Regions from separate parts of the Bicyclus anynana genome. Here region 2 is linked to region 1. Evidence: chromatin contacts called from public Hi-C data. All regions are on one chromosome and are shown on one strand. Each heading gives the region's core, a stretch centred on a gene start, on an enhancer-like site or on the middle of the called end of the contact. The rest is flanking DNA. Distances are from core to core; before and after follow the strand shown.

Evidence for each region. A called contact is a pair of places that touch in the nucleus more often than the background predicts.
Region 2: a contact with region 1 is called in a Hi-C map of whole body, with 1.5 times the contacts expected there. The contact joins two enhancer-like sites. A contact is called at or near these places in 2 of 2 Hi-C or Micro-C datasets (whole body and whole larva).

Annotation. Positions count from the first base shown.
Region 1 is chr2:3,085,255-3,090,389 of ilBicAnyn1.1, reverse strand. LOC112045559 (rho guanine nucleotide exchange factor 28) reads left to right here. Exons shown (of 33, transcript XM_052884478.1): 32 at 1,189-1,277; 33 at 2,024-5,135. The coding sequence ends at 2,159. Among protein-coding and RNA genes, the nearest start is that of LOC112045549, 29 kb to the right of the region's middle. Within about 2 kb of position 2,174, at least 2 of the 8 cell types and tissues checked have open chromatin away from gene starts, as enhancers often do.
Region 2 is chr2:3,120,308-3,125,442 of ilBicAnyn1.1, reverse strand. LOC112045559 (rho guanine nucleotide exchange factor 28) reads left to right here. Exons shown (of 33, transcript XM_052884478.1): 8 at 929-1,095; 9 at 3,803-3,869; 10 at 4,851-4,956. Among protein-coding and RNA genes, the nearest start is that of LOC112045559, 27 kb to the left of the region's middle. Within about 2 kb of position 2,827, at least 2 of the 8 cell types and tissues checked have open chromatin away from gene starts, as enhancers often do.

The DNA.
Region 1 (5,135 bases), core at 925-3,424:
ATACGAAATGACTTAAGCATGGCGTCGCTATGGACGGCGAGGTGACACGGCGGCGGTCCGTGTCCGACGAGATATAATGAGTTTTGTGCATAAGGTGACAGTGTGAAACTAAAGGACCGTTAGCAAATCAGAAACATGTTTATAAATTACTAGCTCTCGCCACGCGGTTACACCTGCGTGTATACCGTTCCCGTAGGAATACGGGAATAATAATATAAATGCCTATAGCCTTCCTCGATAAATAGGCTATCTAGCACTAAAGGATTTTTTAAATCGGACCAGTATTTCCTAAGATTAGACCCAGACCTAAGATTTATTAAGACCAGTTATTCCAAACAAACAAATAAACAAACTCATCGTCTTCAGCTATATAATATTAGTATAGAAGTATATATGGCTAAGTGGTTGCTAAGCAACGGTTTCTTTGTAAACAAATGTCTATACAACACTTGTTCTGCTGTATCACTAAATAATTTAATAACACGTTTCTGCTGTGCTGACGTTACTTTACACACACAGAAGCCAAAACCGACTTCCTGAGATAGAAAAACTGTAACAAAAATTTGTAATATAAAGTTAAATTGAATACATGTAACTTTATTGATTTAGTGATGCACTTTTTGCTTTGTTGCGCTGTGCAGTATAATATACAGGAACAGAAATTGGTTTTAAATGGCACTCTTATAGTTCTGAATGCAACATTTTTTTAATCATAACAGACAAATATTTTGTTTTTTTTTATTAAACTGATTGGCTTTATTCACGCTAAAATAAACTAAACTTTTTTTATAAACAGTTAAATTAAAGCTTTATTATTGCAGCTGCAACATAAAATGAACGAAACGTAAAACAGTTTCGTGAAGAGTTTTTTCGTTATTTTTATTAATTCACTTTTTTTGTGAATATAAACCTATACTTTAAGATTGTGAGACTCAAGAAATATTTATTTGTATTTTGTCAATATCAATGGGGTTGACAAAAAACAATGTATATAATATATACATTGTTCCTTGTAATAATTCCTAACATATGTTACAAATGAAAATATGAATTTGTTTGTTACGATTTCACTTAACTGATTGTGCGCACGGGGCATCGCTACCCCCTCCTGGCCCCCGCAGACCATCGGGAGTGTTACGAAGGAATTTGCCAAGCTATATATGTATTGTACATTGATTGTGTTGACAGCCGCAGGGCCTAGTGATACATCACACACGCACCGGCAGCTCGCCCGCCCCTCTGCCTTCGCAACAGCTTCCCAACAATAAAGCCACAAGGTAACATTCGTTCAGTTATTCATTCATTCATTCGCCGACTCATTCATTATTTCTGTAGACAGAGAAGTATATAGAAAGAGAGAAAGCATCAGTCTAAAAAAACGAGACAAAGCTATGTCATATTTGGTGTCATGACACAAAATACTATTGCAAAATTACCTTTAGCTCCGTCTTTAACTTGTCTAAAAATTCATTTGACCTAAATATCCGTGGAACATGTTAAACAGAACAAATTACCCTAACAACGCGAATATATCATGACAAAACATTATCTAAAAAACATCCACTTTTGAGAAATTGCATTATTTTTTACTCTCCTGCTTCAAACAATGTATATATACCATGCATTTCTCAGACTTCATTTGGAGTCTTTTTGAGTTTTTTAAATGTCAGTGTATGTGCGAATACCTCATATAAGAGTGTTGTTACAAAACACTGTATCTGATATACAATGTAATGTAATATCACGGTAGCTGACGCTTTAGAGCAACGTTTCCCAAACTTTACTGTGACCCGGTAAATTTCATACTCCCCCTTACTTAAGTTTTAGATCCATAATACCTATAATCCGCCCGTCGAGCGATCATTATTGTCACGTTAGTCAAGAAATAAAATCTACCATCTCCTAGTAGTTATTTAAAGTCGCAGCATTGCCTCCATAATGCTGCGACCCGGTATTTTTTTTACTCACCTGCGGGGAAACGTTGCTTTAGAGTAATTAAACACGCCATTTTGTTTGCAAACAGAACAAACACATACCCCAAACTGCCGGACAAGTTCCGGGTGCGGTCACCGGACGTGCCGCTCGTCGCGCCCGCTACCGCGCCCGTGCCCGCTCACGCGCCCGCGCACGCGCCCGAGGAGGAGGTCATATACTTCTGACACGCGCGTTCGCGTAGCGGCAACAAGAGCTCCTGAGAGTGCCGGTTATCTTAAACCCCCTTCACTCTGACCATTCCCCTTACCAATATAACCTATAACATTTTGTTTAGCTCGTTCATTTAACAAATATCTTTTTATATACAATTTGTATGCTCGTTTCGGCGTATATTCACAACAATAACTTTGCAATTGAGTGTTATGTTTTATCTAATAAGGATTACGCATTGCATCCGATGCTAATCTGTGAAAAAATGTTCTGAATTCATAGAATTATATTGGTAGCTCACGCACTCCTTCTTCCTTGAGAATACCTCTGATGTGCCTCGGATGCAAGTCGGATGTATCCGTGGAACTCTATTGCGAGGCGAATGCCAAAGTTGTCTGACGAATAGCGTGGATTTTGATCAGAAATCGGATTAGTGCTAGAGCAATATTCGAATTTGGTCTGAGTTTTTTAAATCTGTTTTTCACAGATTCAGATCAGATGCAGTGCGTAACCGCCCTAAGGGTCGTCCTAGGCAGATTTTTTAAAGTTGCAAAATTTCCTTACAATTTAAGAATAATCCCCGATTTAAGTATTATTCTGACGCTTTGTTTCATAATATACGGAATTGGAACAAAAAGAGTTTAAAAAGGGTAAAAAAAAGTGTGTATTACTATAAAAACGAGTGAATTTTGGACGTTTAAACGTTTAACGCAAAGACGAATTTGACAGTAGTTTATTGTTATCGTAGCTATAAATTTTAAAAAATCGATTATAACCTGTTATAAATCTTTTTTATATATTTCATTTGACGATAACTTCAAACATCGGCTTCTTATTGTGTATGACTACTATATGAAATATTATATACTTTAATTTATATATTTAGGGATTCGCAATGAAAAAAATTTACACATTTTAAAGAAATTTTGGTTATTGTGACTTAAATCTTAGGATGCAATTTATCAATCAGTAACATTTTTGTTTCACCACTTTTATAGAAGAGAAGATTTTAAAGAAGGGATTTAAAATAACTAATCGATATTTATCTAAAATTGTTATTACACCGTTTTCGAGAATTGCAACTTAAATTGGCAGCTAATATTTTTATTGTTATTTTTTCTTTGTTTTATATTTTCTACTATAGTAATAATACAGTTCCTTGCAGCTATGTACAACACTTTGCAGCTATCACTTCGTTTACGGTTACCTAATTTTTTTCAAATAATAATCTCCTCAATATTAAAAATTAATTACAATTAATGTTATGAAACGATACCTAGTCAAGTTAAAAATAAAGGTGACGACAAATATTATTAAAATAAAAAGAACCTAGAATAAGGTTTTTAAATAATGTAGGCAGCTTGGATTCTATGTTATAGTATGCGCCAGACTACAAGTCCGCCTTGAACACGAGGCGCATACAAAAACATCCCAGTGGAGTTGCGAGTGGCAAGTTCAGAACGAACTAGAAGTGTGGAGCATACTATGCATATCTATAACTGATATAAAAGTATACTATAAGGGATTCTAAAAGTCGGTACTTACTTCCACTTCACATCTCCGATTCAAAGCTTTATGCCGTTTATTCCGAGTCGACGTCTATAAAAAGCTTAACTCTACTCGTCCTAATAGTCTATTAAAGCTTCCGCATTGGCATAAACATCCTTCCTGTGATCCCATTAAAGAATCTACAGTCCACAGATTCAGAATTATTTTTATTTTTATTTCATTGTAACTTTGACTATAATTTCGATTCATGCTTGTGGCGCCCCCAATATTATAGTATTTCCAATCAGGCCATAATAAAATCCTTGGTGTCCCCAGCAGTAATTTAAATTTCGGGTCACTTAAAAACGTGCATCACATTATTAAGTAAGTTTCAATTAATTTGGAATAATCTTGAATTAAATACACTGTTATAATAATAAAATAAATGTTTGATGAAATTATTGTAAATAATATCTTGTTGAATATACAATTGAAGTTTGATGTAGAATAGGAATTTTGAAACAAATAAAAATTATTATTTTCGCGTCTAAATAAGTAAAAGTGGATGCTACTCGGTACTAATGTCTAAGGATATTAATGTTACTCAAATATTAGCATGATGTAATTTAATTAAATAATAATCAATTGGTGTCATACTTAACACTAAATTAAAACGAGTATGTATTTTTTTACATATTGGATTAAGTTGTTTTATACTTATTAACTTTTAATTTCCAATGTTTATATACTAAACAAACCTAATACGTCATAAAACCTGAATACTTGTTGGACATTCTCAAAAATTTCACCATTTTAAAATCAATAAATAGTTGAAATATTTTTCAATTTATTTCATAATAGTTTACAGTTTATAAAATTGAAAATTTTTTAACATTAAAAATATATAATAATTATGATTATTATAAAAATGGAACAATATAATAAAAATTTAAATTTACTACAATAATTAACTAAATGCACCGTTTTAAAAGAGTTATATACATATAAAGAGTTATTATATTTCTACCACGAAAAGCTTTACATTTTAACTATTCGATATTAATATATAAGGAAACACTATTTTCTTTGATATACACTTGAAAATGACAGATAAATACAGTCCTCTCCCGCGTAGTACATGAACTATGAATAAATTACATTATTTAAATTTATTTAAACATATAAGCATACTCGTATTCAACATTTTCATTAAAATGTCAAAATAGTTTTATTCTAATATTTGTGTTTCATAACAGTTGCTTAAAAAAGTATAGCAAAAATTGGAATTTCAATCGATTTTTCATGTTGATTTTTTTTCCACGCGCAGTTTTTATATAGTTGTCCACTTGGTGAAAAATCTTATATTCTTATTTTATTTAATATTTAAATAATAATTAATTTTAAAGCATTACATCACTACACAATGTCGTCTTTTAGTAGATTACTGTTATATAATGTATGTAAATATGTTGAAAATTATAACACTTAATGTATGTAATAGG
Region 2 (5,135 bases), core at 1,578-4,077, 34 kb before region 1:
TGTCAAGCTTATAATAATATTATATTATGTCAAAGTTAATAAAAAAAAGTATACTATTATAAAACATTAGCATAAAAGGAAAACAAATTCATTGAATACAATTATTAAATTAGATTACTAGGTAAAATTACATACAAAATTAAATTAAAGTTGACAATATATTTAAACTTATTCTAAATTATTTATAACAAATAGAAAGAGAAGAAAAGTAATAAACTAAATCTAAGACAATTTATTTAATTAATTATTATTATTATTAAGTACAAAATGGTCGTGTACCTTGTTTTTAAAAACTTTGAAGGAGTTGTGAAAAATGTCAATACCTGGTATGATTTTGGATATTTCATTATATTTGGCACAAATTCGTCTGATAGGGGCCTGCATACCAAGGTTAGTCCTTATAAAAGGAACATGAAATACTTTCGTAGTACGGTAGTGTGGATATCTACGCGGGACTGAAAAAAATATCCTTTCCAGTAAGTTACCACACTTGATTTTATTATTTATTAATTTGTGAAGAAAGCATAAATCAAGCATTTCACGTCTTCTTCGCAGCGGTAACATTTTAAACTGTGCTAGACGCTGGTGGTAAGGCATCCTATGCGACATACCGCTTGATATAAAGGCAAGATGTCTAGTAAATGCTCGTTGTATATTTTCAATTCGTTGAGAATGTATACTATAGATTGGATTCCAAATCACACTAGCAAACTCAAGACAACATCTCACCAAGGCATTGTATAGAATAATTTTGGTCTTACGAGAGAACCCCTTTGTGTTGCGTTTCAAAAATCCCAAAAGCTGTGCACCTCTCTGAACAATATTATTTATATGAGATTTAAATGTTAACTTACTATCAATAGTGACTCCTAAGTCTTTTATCTCCGATAACTCTTGCAGTACTGTGGTATTAATTATCGATGTACAGAAGGACTTCGAGAAGGTGACGGCGGCGCTGCGCGCGGCGGCCGGCGAGCCCGCCAGCGGCAGCGGCGCGGCCCGCCTGCTGCCGCGCCTGCCGCTGCAGAAGTCCGTCTCCACGCCCAGCATCGTGGCCGCCGTGCACCCCGCGCAGCCGCCGCCCGCCGCCAACGCGTGAGTACACCGCCTCACCCCCACCTACTGCCACTTGCACACTTACTATATACTACCTTGAACATTTTCCTAATCTAACTTGAACATTTTCAATATTCTACCTTGAACATTTTCAATATTCTACCTTGAACATTTTCAATATTGTAACTTGAACATTTCCAGTATTCTACCTTGAACATTTTCAATATTCTACCTTGAACATTTCCAATATTCTAACTTGAACATTTTCAATATTCTACCTTGAATATTTTCAATATTCTACCTTAAACATTTTCAATTTTATACTTTGAACATTTTCAATATTGTAACTTGAACACTTTCTAATATTCTACCTTGAACATTTTGTACATCCTACCTTTAATTGTGAACTTGAACATTTTCAACTTACTACCTTTAATTGTGATCTTGAACATTTACAACATACTACATTAACATTAACTATTACTAAAGTCTAACGCTGTGTGGAAACAAATTAAAAATTAATGTAAAAAACGAATGTCATTTCATACCTAATTTACTTAAAATCATGTATTGTATTTTTTTAAATGTTACTCAAAAGATATTAACTATATCTACATTTTCAACATTCCTCCCTTCCCTTTGAATATTTTCAACATTCTACCTTTCTATTATTACTATAACCTTTTTGAACATTCTATCTTTAAACTGTGAACTTTTCAAAATTCAAAATTTATTTAAGTTAAGAAGGAATCTTTTTAGATTAAAACTACTAACTTTCAGTAAAACATAGGCAAACTGTATAATATATCAACAAACCTCATTAAAATTATCAACAAATCTCATTGATGATTATGACAGTTTCAATAATTCAGATTATATCTGTGCATGGTGTTTTTTATTAAATTTATTAAAACTATGTGCATGTTCAATAGTCAGTGTATTTTGTTTTTGCACAGTTTTGCTTAGCTTATACGAGACAAGCACTTCGTGCAGCGTGCAGTCAGAGTAATCACTTAACTTGGTTAATGGACTTTTTTCATGACAATAAATATCGTCTAAATTATAAGTTTTAAAGCAATTTAGGAGTAAGGGTTAAACAAGCTTAATCTCAGCACCTTAACCCATATTAAAATCTGTGTAACTACAGATACTTTTATGATAATTTCATCATATTTGTATTGATGATTTGGTTTTGATAAACGTGCCCTTGGGATTTTTGTTTAAACTAGTAACACATACAAACAATTTTTATTATGTGTAAACTTACTTTGACTGCACGCACAGAAGCACTATAATAAACTAAAAGTGAGGTATTAATTTAAAGTCAATTAAAAATATAAATTTTAACACTTAAACTCAGACCAATTATCGGATAAGACCTGCCTCGCTAGACGTTACTTTTCTGTCAAAATATATAATCAAAGATCTGTTGCGATTATAAAAACTGTCTCTTTATTATAGATGTTTCACTGTTGTAATCGTGTTCGGCGGTTACAGAGCTCCGTAAAAATTTACCTTTTTGTGCAGTTGAATGATGTAAAAAACGGCCAAAATCTTCTAGTTTAGTTTAAGATATATACCAAATCTAAGCTCGTTTTCCTTGGTTGTTCGTGAATTCGGGTGCAATACTGGTCCTCCTATAATTGGTCTGAGCACTTAAATCGTATTCATTTTGAAAGTTGTACCAATTCAAAATGTATACTCGCACGCACATATTGTACGTCCCGCTCGGTGTTAGCTTATCCACGGGTGGTGCGAGCGAGACGGAAAGTGACGAGGACGCGTCGGCCGCGAGCGCGGGCGCCGCCGCACAGGGTATCGGCAGACGGAACAATACGCACCAGGAACACCTCGGGTTGCATCGCTTGGCGTTCTTGGAACAGTAAGTCGACCTTATCGCGATATAATTAAGGTGCATTTTGCAATACCACCAAGGAAAATGGTAACAATGAGGAGACAAGGTCAGCGTAAAATGTTAAGTCGACTTTATTTGATATATAATTAAGGTGCATTTTGCAATGACATCAAGGATAAAAGGAATTTCAGACGAAATGTTATAAGTAAGTGTGATAAGGCTAAAGTATGTCATATAATTTTTGTTCTCAGTCACTTTTTGAGCTTTGAGGTGGCAGTTGAAGATCATGTCGCTTTATAACAAGTTAATGTTACTTACAAATTATTGTAAATCGCTATTATATCAATTGTAATACAGTCTATTTTGCAATAACAGAGCAATAGTGATTAATTTACATTTTGTACGTCTCGCTCTGTTACTCGTTAGCTTGTACACGAATGGTCGGAGATTTGATTAATTTCAATTTCAAATGTCTAAATATATACTGAAAAGTAGCTTTTATTTTTTCTCTTTAATATTTGATAAATGTCCCAAGATTCTTATCAAAACATTCATCTGGTTTATAGTATATTGAAGTTTATGGTTACAATACAGTTACTTTTCAGTCTTCAAGGTGAGTGTACAAGTTCTTTGTTGTTAAAGACATGCCCAAAATATACAGGTATAATGTAAAAGTTCCTGTTTAAATTTAATAATATATAAATAAGTAAAAGCTCAATTGGAATAATATTATATTTTTTGCATGTTAATATTTTATTATAAGCACATTGCTTTGCTTATTGTCTGTTTGAGCGTTTTTTGTTTTACCGTTTTTGCATGTGGTGTGAGATTTTGACAGCAGTGTAAGTAAAATAGTCTGTAAGGTAATTGAGTATGTTTGTTTGTGGACAGAGCCGCGTACGAACACCACGCAGAGAAACGAAGGAAAAGAGGCAGCTTGTTCTTCAGAAAGAAAAAGGTACGCTTTCACTTTGTTTATATTGTAGTCTGTCGATATATTGTGAACTGAACAGACTGATTACAATTTAAAGTGTTATTTTTCGGTATATATCTATCGAAGTGAAACCGTTACATTGCAATTTTAAAACGTCAACTGTCCGAACTGCCCTTGATTGGTCGGCCTTACAGCAGACGGTTCTGTGTCCATAGAGTTAGGAATGAAACACACATGTCAGTCAAATAAAATACTTCAAGAATTGTGACATCACGTATTTATTCATTATTTATCATACCCTAAGAATGACCTAAATGGGCACCTCAATTTTTATATTCTAACCTAACCTTAGATTTGACAAAATTATACTTATAATTTACAATAACAACATTTTACTAATGAAGGTGTTTTATAATGAAGTGTTTCAATTAAAAAAATTAAAAAACGCACTGACCACCCCTCCGATTTTCTTTCTTTTTCTATTTTCTTCGATTTGTCCATTGTAATTTTTTACTATTTTTATTATGCCCCTGTAATATTTTTGTAACGGTTTAACGGTTTCACTTCGATAGATTATAACATACCGAAAAATAATACGTTAAATTGTAATCAGTATGTTCAGTTCACAATATATCGACAGATTACAATATCGCGAGTGAGATTATAAACTGACGTATTTTATAATTTAATGGTGACATTTATACTAATATAGTACGACTACGTTAGCAAGCGCTTTAAGTTATTTAAAATCGTGAATAAGTTAATAAATAATATTTATGTAATTGTTTTCTTTCAAAAGTAGAAAGTCTTGACTATACTTCTGTAACTCTCCTTTGATTAACACACAAAACTTATTTCGATTGTTTTATAAACAAAACTCGACTTTAAAAATCTCTAATATGCAACCGTTTCGCAATACACTAATGAAATATGTAATTAAGTAGATAATTACTATGAAAAATAATCGTAAATATTTGCTTAACATGTCATTAACGTCATGTACAGGACAAGTCGCGCAAGGCGGCGCACGCGTGGCAGGCGGCGGTGACGGGCGCGCACTGCGACTGGTGCGCGCGGGAACTGGCCGACAAACCCGCCTTGTATTGTGACAGTGAGTATATGTAGCTGAGTGTAGTGACGTCATGTACAGGACAAGTCGCGCAAGGCAGCGCACGCGTGGCAGACGGCGGTGACGGGCGCGCACTGCGACTGGTGCGCGCGGGAACTGGCCGACAAACCCGCCTTGTATTGTGACAGTGAGTATATGTAGCTGAGTGTAGTGACGTCATG